Regions from separate parts of the Sus scrofa genome. Here regions 1 and 2 are each linked to region 3. The links are chromatin contacts, called in public HiChIP or PLAC-seq maps. All regions are on one chromosome and are shown on one strand. Each heading gives the region's core, a stretch centred on a gene start, on an enhancer-like site or on the middle of the called end of the contact. The rest is flanking DNA. Distances are from core to core; before and after follow the strand shown. Region 1 holds the start of GCC1 (GRIP and coiled-coil domain-containing protein 1). Region 2 holds the start of SND1 (staphylococcal nuclease domain-containing protein 1). Region 3 holds the start of LOC110257623.

Evidence for each region. HiChIP or PLAC-seq counts read pairs in DNA pulled down with a chosen protein or histone mark.
Region 1: a contact with region 3 is called in an H3K27ac HiChIP or PLAC-seq map of alveolar macrophages. The contact joins the promoter of GCC1 here to the promoter of LOC110257623 in region 3. A contact is called at or near these places in 4 of 47 Hi-C or Micro-C datasets (brain, heart right ventricle, liver and 1 more) and 1 of 2 datasets of contacts at active chromatin or transcription factors (alveolar macrophages).
Region 2: a contact with region 3 is called in an H3K27ac HiChIP or PLAC-seq map of alveolar macrophages. The contact joins the promoter of SND1 here to the promoter of LOC110257623 in region 3. A contact is called at or near these places in 1 of 5 promoter capture datasets (liver), 4 of 47 Hi-C or Micro-C datasets (embryonic fibroblasts, heart right ventricle and liver) and 2 of 2 datasets of contacts at active chromatin or transcription factors (alveolar macrophages and skeletal muscle).

What each region holds. Positions count from the first base shown.
Region 1 is chr18:20,700,427-20,703,844 of Sscrofa11.1, reverse strand. GCC1 (GRIP and coiled-coil domain-containing protein 1) reads right to left here and starts at 2,160. Exons shown (of 2, transcript XM_003134715.4): 1 at 706-2,160. The coding sequence starts at 1,737.
Region 2 is chr18:20,652,328-20,656,013 of Sscrofa11.1, reverse strand. It overlaps SND1 (staphylococcal nuclease domain-containing protein 1), which reads left to right and starts at 2,393. Exons shown (of 24, transcript XM_021078633.1): 1 at 2,393-2,727. The coding sequence starts at 2,650.
Region 3 is chr18:20,832,743-20,836,007 of Sscrofa11.1, reverse strand. It overlaps LOC110257623, which reads left to right and starts at 1,556. Exons shown (of 2, transcript XM_021079290.1): 1 at 1,556-1,897; 2 at 2,036-2,842. The coding sequence starts at 1,570. The coding sequence ends at 2,079. ZNF800 (zinc finger protein 800) reads right to left here and starts at 1,489. Exons shown (of 5, transcript XM_021079288.1): 1 at 827-1,489; 2 at 210-328. The coding sequence starts at 270.

The DNA of each region.
Region 1 (3,418 bases), core at 911-3,410, 130 kb after region 3:
CCACTGCACTGCTTCAAAGAGCAGAGCTGGTAAGATGCCAATGCCCAGACGCTCAGCGCTATCTGGCTCCAATCCAGCCTACACTCAGGAACTCCACATCCTGTTGGAAGCACATTCTGCAGAAACTGTCAACACCACACAGACAGAGTTTCCTGGTGGCCTAGTGGTTAAGGATCCAGCATTATCACTGCTGTGGCTCACGTTTGATCCCTTCACCCAGGAACCTCTGCATGCCTCGAGCACAGCCCAAAAAAAGAAAAAAGAAAGGAAAAGAAAAACACCACCACACACAGAAAAGGATTTCCCAGGACTCACAAGTGAAACTTTTTGAATGGCATCAAAAATCCACAGTGCATGGAGTTCCCTTTGCGGCTCAGCGGTTAACGAACCCTACTAGGATCCATGAGAATGTGGGTTCAATCCCTGGCCTTACTCAGGGGGTTAAGGATCCAACGTTGCCGTGAGCTGTGGTGTAGGTCACAGACGCAGCTGGGATCCCGAGTTGCTGTGGCTGTGGCCAGCAGCTGTAGCTCTGATTAGACCCCTAGCCTGGGAACCTCCATATGCCACAGGTGTGGCCCTAAAAAGCAAAAAAAAAAAAAAAAAAAATCCACAGTGTAGCCACTTAATTCTAACTACCAAAGGAGGGAAAAAAAAAAAAAAAAAAAGCCCTAATACTTCCCAGGCTAAATGACTAATAATTACCTTCCTCATTTCCTGCTGCAACTGAGCCTGGAAATGGCTCTTAAGGCAAGCGGCCTCTTCCTGAAGCTCCTGCAGTCGGGGGTCCGGCCGATTCTTCTCATCTCGAAGAGCCTGTAGCTCACCTTTCAGCTCCTCCACCTCACGGGTCAGCTGCTTGGTCTGCAGTTCAAACCCTTCCACCTGACCGGCTGCATAGGCCTGTCCAGCCAGAGCTTCTCGAGTCTCTTCCAACCGAAGCTCCAAGTCCTGGCGCTGAGTCCTCTCCTCCTGCAGCAGTTTCTGGAGCTCACGCAGCATCAGGGCATGGTCACTCTGCTCTTGGGCCCGATCATGCTGTTGCGTGATAAGTCGGGCTTTGGTTTCTGCTACCTGCTCCTGCAGCCCCTTCAATTCTCCTTCCAGACGGCCCCTCTCCTCCTCTAACTTCTTACTGGCATCCTCTAGGTCCTGTTTCATCTTCTTTTTGTCAGCCAGATAAGAAGCTTCCATGCGGGACTTCTCCTGGGTGACTGTGGCCAAAGAGCTGGTCAAAGTAGCCAACTGAGTCTTTAGCTGGTGCACTCGTTTGTCCACCTCACCACCTCCAGGCGGTCCATCCCCACTGCTACTGCTAACGCCGCTCTCTGACCCGCTGGCCTCCTCGGACTTTGGAGGTGGTGGTCCACAGGCCGGTCTGTCATCTTCAACCCCAAACTCACCCTTGGTACTGGTGAGACTGGCGGCAGTATCCAAGCTGGTGGCGGTCCCAGTGCTGTCTTCGCTATGAGTGGAGCATCGATCATCCACAGAGTCGGGAAAGGTGAGGCTTTGGGGCTGGACACCTGCAAGGCCCACATCCGCCTCGTGGGATACCGACAGCACCTTAATGCTGGCCTCCAGCGCCTCTTTCTCTTTCAGCAGGCTTTTATAGGCGCGGACTACATCCTTGAGACGTGCCTGGTACTGGAGGAGCTGCTTCTTCTGCGTCTCAATGGTCTCCAGCAGGTCCCTCTTGCTCGGGCCGCCCCCGAAATTCATCCCAAACTTCTCCATGACGGTTCAGGACGGCTTGCTCTACGACAGCGTTCGGACAGGCTGGGAGAGGGTCACGAAGATGTTGGCGGGGGCTGTGAGCGACAGGGAGAGAACTGCCCACCCCCCCCCGCCCCGGCCGCACATCTGCTCCTCACAGCTGTTCGACACCGAATGTGGGGCGCGGCGGGGCAGCCAGGCAGAAGCGTCCGCCAGATCCCTGACAAGAGGGTGGGGGCTGGTCCTATCCTAGAGGAACAGACTGCCAAAGCTCACCAGAGGAACACACTGCCAGGGCTCGGCCCCACTGTTCCAGAGCCGCTCCGTGCCCCGCCGGCACCAGGAGCCGACGGTTTAAGCTGAGCTTAGCCGCATCCCGACTTCCTAACTCTAGCCACGAGTCAACAGCGCTTCCGGGTCCGGCTGGAAGTGACGACAGCGTGACGCATCAGACCCCGCCCCCAGTGAGCGCGAGGTGGGCGGGGTTAGTTCAGCCGGCGGTCTGGAGGCCGTTCAGCTGGGCCTCCAGCTGTTTGCTCCTGGCTAGAGCAGAGCAAGTAAAATCGGGTACCCAGGAGTGATGTTGGTTTGGTGAGGGCGCCTGATTTTGCCCTAGCGAGGGACCAGGACGACGTCGCACCGCGTCCTTACCAAAAACCCGGGTAAACGACGATGTTTGGGGGCTCAATACTTTTGCCCCTAAAGAGCAACAGTTAAGACTCCCATTTAGACCATGAAAATGGCAACCCTTTCGAGGACAGTATTTGGAACCCAGTAGGCGTACAGTATAATAATTATTAGCATCCTTCCTGAGTTCTGAGGTTATTCAACAGAGAGAAATATATATAGCCACGCTGTCCATCCTAAGTGCCAAATATATTGCAGGAAGATCACAGGAATTTTGCTGTTTAGTCTTTATAGTAATTCTGCTGAATGGGTATTATTAGCACTATTTTATAGAGAAACTTGAAGCACAGAGAGGTTAAGTGACACTCCCAAAGTCACACACAGCCAGTAAGTTTAGAATCCTATCAAGATCAGTCCCACTCGCCACATATCAAATGCTGTGCTAGATGATCACCTTGAAGAGATAAGGTCTTGAACACTGTAAACCAGCTATAATGAAAAAGAAATAAAAATCATTATATATTTTAAAAAAGAGAGAGAGAGAAGGTCTTGCCCTCAGGGAACCCATATCTAGAGAGAAACCAGATGTGCAAACACAATTATATGCAAAGGGGTATGGAAGTTAAGAGGAGCGAGGCCTGTTTAGAGGAGACAAGCCTCTCAGGGGAACTATTTTGAGATTTGAATGATGAATACTGATTGCCCATCTAACCGGAGAGGAGGGAAGCATTCCAGGCAGAGAGGAAAACGTACAAGGACTCCTAGGGCATCAGAGAGCCTGGGTCCTCCCGGGGAAGCACTGGGAAGCATTTCAAGGCAGTAGCTTAGGTTTTGTGAAGGAGGTGGCAACAGATGGGGCTGGCAGAGTAGATGAGGACCCAAATTAAGGCATTTGGATTTTATCTTGGGTAATAAGACACTAAAGGATTTTCATCACAAGAGTGGCATCATCAAATCTTGTATGACAAGGTGGAGAAACCGAGGTATAGAAGGCTATTTTCAGTCATGGGGATAAGATGGTAGTGAAATAGAGCAGTGACAACAAGGATGAAAGAGGCTAATTAAAAGAGCTAAA
Region 2 (3,686 bases), core at 1,144-3,643, 180 kb after region 3:
AGTGGGTTAAAGCTTGGATCCTATGTTGCTGTGGCTGTGGCTTAGGCTGGCATCTGTAGTTCCGATTCAACCCCTAGCCTGGGAACCTCCATATGCCGTGGATGCAGCCCTAAAAAGCACACACACACACACACACACACACACAAAAAGATAAGTGGCCTTCAGATGAGACCATGGCTCTGGCTGACAACTTGATTGCAGCTTTGTGAGGGAACTTGAGTCAAAGGCACTCAGCTAAGCCCTGGCTAGATTCCCAACAAAAATCAAAATAATGAATGATCAGGTTTTTAAAAATTTATTATTATTTGACTGTGCCTGGTGGCATGCAGAACTTCCCAGACCAAAGATCAAACCCACACCACAGCAGTGACCCAAGTTACAGCAGGGATGACACTAGGTACTTAACCCACCAACCCACCATGGAACTCCTTCATTGTTTCATTTATTTATTTAGTCTTTTTTTAGGGCTGCACTTGAGGCATATGGAGGTTCCCAGACTAGGGGTCGGATCGGAGCTGTAGCCACTGGCCTACACCACAGACACAATGCCAGATAGGAGCAGCATTTGTGACCTACAGTGCATCTTCTGACAATGCTGGCTCCTTAACGCACTTAGCGAGGCCAGGAATTGAACCCTCATCCTCATGGATACTAGTCGGGTTCTTAACCCACTGAGCCACAATGGGAATGCCCCCCATTGTTTTAATACTTAAGCTTTGGGGTAACTCTTACGCAGGAATAGATAACTAATACAACGTACACGAGAAATAACTTAGTGAGAAGGGGACAAGGACAGCAATTATGATCAGATAATGGAGGTGTTTGAGTTTACATGAAGCAGTTGGGTAGCTGAACAGGTGCAGAGGTCAAATTCACTGAAGATGAGGTCAAGGAGCTGAGAGGCCAGGGTACTGGATAAGTCAGGCACATAAATGTTGAAGTCATTCAGGAACACTGAGTGGAGAATGTGCATCAGGTGTCAGTTTCAATAAATGACAAATGGCATTTGGGGCAGTGAGATGGAGAAAGTTCCATAAGCAGGTGGAATGAAACTCCACAAGGATTTTTTTTTTTTTTTTTTTAAAGAGGGTGGCAAATGAATGGTATGGAAGTGGCATTAGACGTCTAGGAAGGTGCTGACCCCAAAACTTGACTCTGGGATATGTTAAGTATGGGAGAATAACCCCTTCTCAAAAGAGCTACATGGGAAGTTCCCATTGTTCCCCAGTGGAAGAGAATCCGACTAGTAACCATGAGGTTTCGGGTTCCATCCCTGGCCTCCCTCAGTGGGTTAAGGATCCAGCGTTGCTATGAGCTGTGGTATAGGTCGCAGCGGCCGCTTGGATCGCAATAAGCAGCTACAGCTTATTCCACCCCTAGCCTGCCAGTGCGGTCCTAAATCGCAAAAAAAAAAAAAAAAAAAAAAAAAAAAAAAAAACCAAAGGGGAAACTGTCCTCAGTGCAGGGCCAGGTTTTAAGATTAAGATTAAATGACATGCAAGTAAAGTGCTTTCTCCTCATAATAAACACTATGAATATTCGTTGTCTCTCAACATTCACTTAAACATTTATATGCCTTTGCTCCGCCCTCCCTCTCCCCAGTCTCTTTATTCAAAAGAAAGGGGCTAGGTAAAGGATGGGTTGGAAGCGGTTTGGCTTCACACACTCAGTCTAGGGAGAGAGAGTGCCTTTCCATAACTTCACTGTCGCATTTCGGAAGAGACGGAAAACGAGGGTGATTCTCCTCTGTGCACAAGGCATATCACCTCTAAGAGATTTATCTTTTCTACCAAGAAACATTAATCGAGCGCCTAACAAGTGCTAGACATCTGGCGACACAAATACGAGCCAGCTGCACTGCCAACTACAGGGAGGATGCACACCGCCACGTTCAGTGTCAGCCAACAGTTTCAGGAGGTTCAGACTTTTTCAAGTTCTCCCCATACTTTCAGCTGAGGCAAAATGTCGGAAGTCGTTGTGCACCAGTGCTGAGATTCCTCCAGGATTCTGCCTCGTTGGCTCAGGTTCCCAGTCCGCTCACCCCAACCGGGGTACGCAGTCCTGGAACGCCAGCGTCCACGTGGGCACCCCAGCTACCCGCCGAATCGGGTGCAATGGGCGGGGCCGGGCCGGAGGGCGAGGCTGGCCCCGCCCCCGGGGCTCCCAGGGCTCACCGCGCCCCGCGGCCAGATGCTGACGTGTCCTTTCCTTCCCACTACACCTCCCGACACCACACACTACCGCTGCCCCGGAAGTCCCGCCCCATACCTAGACCATCACCGCAAATCAGCTCTTTCAGCGCTTCCTGAAGCGCTTCACCCGTTTTGGGACCAAGGGGCGGGGCTCCGCGAACAGGGTGCCTATTGGCTTGGGGTCCGGCGGGCTCTGGGCTCTAATTGGCCGGAGGGCGGTGGCGCTCTGGCACGCTTGCGCGGCGAGTAGAACGTGTGGCGGCGGCTGAGATCGCGTCTCTTTCGCTCCCAGTCCGGCTGTTGCTCTAGTGAGCGCCTGGCGAGTCCGTCCCGTCCATCACCTGCAGCCGATCGCCCGCCCGCTTCTCTTCGCGGCGGCCTCTCACCAACACCGACACTCACATTGACACCTCCAAGCCGGCCAGCCGCCTTATTCGCTGCCTTTCAATCTCTACACATGGCCTCCTCCGCGCAGAGCGGCGGCTCCTCCGGGGGACCTGCGGTCCCCACCGTGCAGCGGGGCATCGTCAAGATGGTGAGAGCGGGGCCCGGGACACCGATCCCACCGCCCGCCACCGTGCGGGAGTCTGGCGCTGGCTTCTTCCCCTTCTGCCAGCCTGCATGGTCTCCCAGATTCTCTTTCCTCTGCCCTGTTCCTCACTTTTCACCCGTTCTGGGAATCCCTCCCTAGACGCAACCCGACACGGACTCCCCTTGGTACTTTGCCTCCCGGACACCCTGACATTAGGGGTCACACTGATTTCCGTGGTCGCGGCACTCAGTCTCCTGGCTCTTTATCACGACAGATCGATTACTGATTGATTAACGGGGATAATTTGTTGGTATGTGTCCTACGATCCATCCGTCCTTCTGTCCATTTTGGCATATGCTGAGCAGTTTGCAGTTTTTCAAGATCCTGACATCCGCTCTGCCATGGAACTCTTGAACGACGTGCCCTTCCTGAAGTTCTTATGTTTTCACCGACGCTCATTTACTTATTCCCAAGTTTTCTCACTCTCTGGCCCTCATTTTCCTTCACCTCTTGTGTCAAGTCTGAAGTCCTGAGAGCTCCTCATGTTTGTACTCCCCCTCTTTTTGACTCTTGAAATGTTAGGCCGGTAGGAATCTTAGTTATCATTATTGTTCCCTCACCTCCTAACAGATGAGACTGGTTTGAAGAGGGCAAGTGACTTGCCTAAGGTCACATGGTGGTTTGGATTGGAGCCAGGACCTGAGCCCAAGTGTTCTGATTCCCAGTCCACTGCTCTCACACTGTAGATTCTGCCCGATTTTATGTCTTCTCGCTTTCTGCATCCTTAAATTGTGAATTTAAAACCCTGCAAGTTTCATTAAAAAAATTTACCCCCAGCTCCGTGATAATTTTGTAGTATAATTTTTGGTTTTTTTTTTTGTTTTTTAATCAGTTGTCCCCCTTATTGTCCTCCCCTCAACCCTTCCAAATATTGGAACCTGACATTTCTTGGTTGTTACCAG
Region 3 (3,265 bases), core at 307-2,806:
TGACACTTGTAGTACTTTTTTTAAGGGATCAAGAAGGGGAGACCTCTTGTTTGTACAAGCTTTTACCTTCATAACTGGTTTTATGCTGGGGGAAATTATAGCCTGCTTAGTTAGGAATGACTTCTCGGGCTGGAGGAAAAGAAAACCAGAAGGAAACAGCAGCATGGCTCTGATGGAGGGCAAAGTAACTGGCGAAGCAAGGGGTATACCTGGTTCACAGCATCCGTGATGATGGTGGTCAGTTTGACAGTATTTGTCCCTTAAAGGCATTTTCAGTGGACGCGACCTACTTTCCTTTCACTGTAAGAAGCTCTTCATTGCGGCTTGGCTGTTGAAAGAAGCACAAACCCGTCACTCACCCTGAACTTCCTGGGGGGGCTCTGGCTGCGTTTTTCAGAAACCTTCCCTTCACCTGCCCTCCGCTTTCCCTCCACCCCTCCACCGCCCTGCACCTTCCTCTTCCTCTCGCACCGAAAACGAAAAACGCACCGAGGCTTCTCCAGCCTGAGCTCCCGCAGAGCTCCATCGCCCTACCCGGAAACGCAGCCGCGGGCGCGCAGCGCAGGGCGAGGGCCTAGCCGGCTGCGCGGGCGGCGGCGGCGGCGGCGGCCTCGCCTTCCCGGGAGGGCGCGCGCGGGGACGGAGGCGCGGAGCGCGTCGGCCCCGGTCGGCGTCTGGGCCCGTGGGGCGGGGGGCGCGGCGGCCGCGGCGGCCAAGGTGCCGCTCCCGCCCGCGGCCGGCCCACGCCGCGCCCTCCCGCCACGCACGTGCGTCGGGGTCTCCCCGGAGGCGCTCCCGTCCCCCCGACCAAGTGCGCCCAACTTACTGAACTCCAAGGGCGGGCCGGCTGGCAGGCGGAAGGCAGGCAGGCAGGCCGGGCGGCCGCGGGGACAGCCTGGCGTGGGAGGCGACTTCGGGCCCCACCTGGCGCAGCCTCCGCGGACCAGGCGAGGGGACCCGGGTTCGGGCCCGACGCGCTCCCAAAGAGTCCCCGCCGGCGCTGACGCGGAAGCGCCCAGCTCACCACGTCCCTCCGCGGCCCGAGGCGACGGCGGCGGCGGCGGCGCACGGCGTCCCTCCGCGCTGGGGAGCTGGGCGGGCGGGCGGCGCGCGGGCGCAGGCAGTTGACAGGAGGAACCGCCCCGCAGCCGCCGCCGCCGCCACCGAAGGAGCCGGAACCGGAGAGGGCAGGACCCGAGGCGCCCCTCGCCGGGGCAACGGCTGCTGCCGGAGCCCGGCTCCCCCCAGCGCCGCTCCACCTGCAACGGTCCCTCAGGCTTTTGGAGAGGGGCGGGGAAGGACGGGGGTTTCCCCCCACCTCGGGCCCTTTTTAGTAGCAGTTGTTTCTGGAAACTTTATTGAGTCAGTCTCTCTCTTTCTCTGTCTCCCCCTCTCCGAAGAGCCTGAGTTACCGCCGTGGAGCGGGTAGGAAGGGGGAAGCAGAGACTCTCCGGCAGCGACAGGGAGCGACTGACTGACCCCGGACGGAGATGGGGCGAGGGCAGGAAGTGACAAGCTCTCGAAGTGGGTGGGGGGAGTGTGGCCGGCACGCCCGGGAGCGCCGCGCGCATGCGCCCGGCCCGGCGCCCCAGCCGGTGGGGAGGCGACGCGCCGCGACCCTGCGCGGGGAGGGAACCGCGGTCGGTTGTGCGGAGCCCGCGGCCTGAGTCTCGGACGAGCAGCTCGCCCACACGTTCTCCTGCTGGTGGACGCGGAGCCGAAGGCTTGGACCTCGAGGACCAAGAAGTGCGAGGACCCTGGAGCGGCGATTGCGCACGGGAGACAGGCTGCCCGGCAACCAAACTGTTGCTATCGCGCTTATTTCGGTGGAACCGAAACAGGGAGGCTTGGAGAAGCACGGGAGGAAACTATAGGAGGCTTGGCAAATGCGTAAACTGTAAATTATTCGTGATTCTGAAAAAGTTTATCCGCGCATTTATAAATGGAACGAATGGAACTTTTTTTTTTTAACTCAATAGTTTCCGAAGTGTGCCTCTCAGAACTTGGATTTTTTTTTTTTTTTTTTTTAAATCAGGTCCTTGGGAGAAAAACAGTCAAGTGGTGGAAGATCAGTATTGACTGCAGCTGCGTTCAACTTCTGGAACCTGAAAGTAAAGTTGGGTCACGTGGGCCGTACGCCCTCTTTCTCCTCTTCTGCGCCCTCATCCTGCCTGGAAAATCCCCGAAGATCACAGTGGTCTGTCAAATTCAGCAAATCCCTGTGCTGCTGCCCAGAGGCAGGAGAGCCACCTCCCCCGCCTTCTCCCCGACTCCTAAGGATGGGATTCTCGCTCCAGAAGCAAATATGAAAATTTTAAGAAAGAAAAAGCCCGTTCGCTTCGTTTATCTTCCCCCCAAGAATCACTGAAAACGTTCGTTGTCCAACTTAAGTTGCCAGTTTTCAGATCCCTGAAAAAGAAAATTTAGTAGATAGGCTCTGATGTATTTTGGAAGAGCAAAAGAGTAACCAAAATGTGTTTTCAAAACTCAAAGCTAATTTTGTAGTAGGCCTAGTAATTGATAAATCTGTTACTGTGAAAATATTGCACGGAGTATTTGTCTAGGTCCTGAGGGATTGTAGCAGCTTTATTACAGGCGTGACAGAAAATGATTAAAAAAATGATCAACTTTAAAAAAGGAATTCCATGTACCATGCATTCTGCACACTAATTTATCACTTCAGTGTGTTTGATCGTTTTTATCTGCCCCATTGTCAAAAAGCATCGTAAAACAGCAAACTAAAATGTAATGGAATGCGGCAATTCATAAACCAATGTAAAATAAACACCTCCACGTGATGGTGCTTGTTATGCTGCCAATAAAAGTCACATTTTAAAATATTTAATTGTATGCAATATGCTTAAGCAAAAAAAAAATTTTAAATGTGACCCTTACTGGAATTTTTGGGGGATTTTTTTGTCCTGTGTGTGTGTGTGTGTTTTCTAGGGCTGCACCTGCAGCATATGGAGGTTCCCAGGCTAAGGGTCTAATTGCAGCTGTAGCTGCCAGCCTTCGCCAGAGCCACAGCAAGGCAGGATTGTAGCCATGTCTGCAACCTACACCACAGCTCATGGCAACACCAAATCCTTAACCCAGTGAGCAAGGCCAGGGATCAAACCCGAAACTTCATGGTTCCTAGTCGGATTCGTTAACCACTGAGCCACGACGGAACTCCATTGGTGACTTTTTAACTCCTGGAGATCTTTGGTGAAATTTGAGGTGAAATCATTTCTTCACTTTTGGAGGACCTTTTCCTACTTGAATA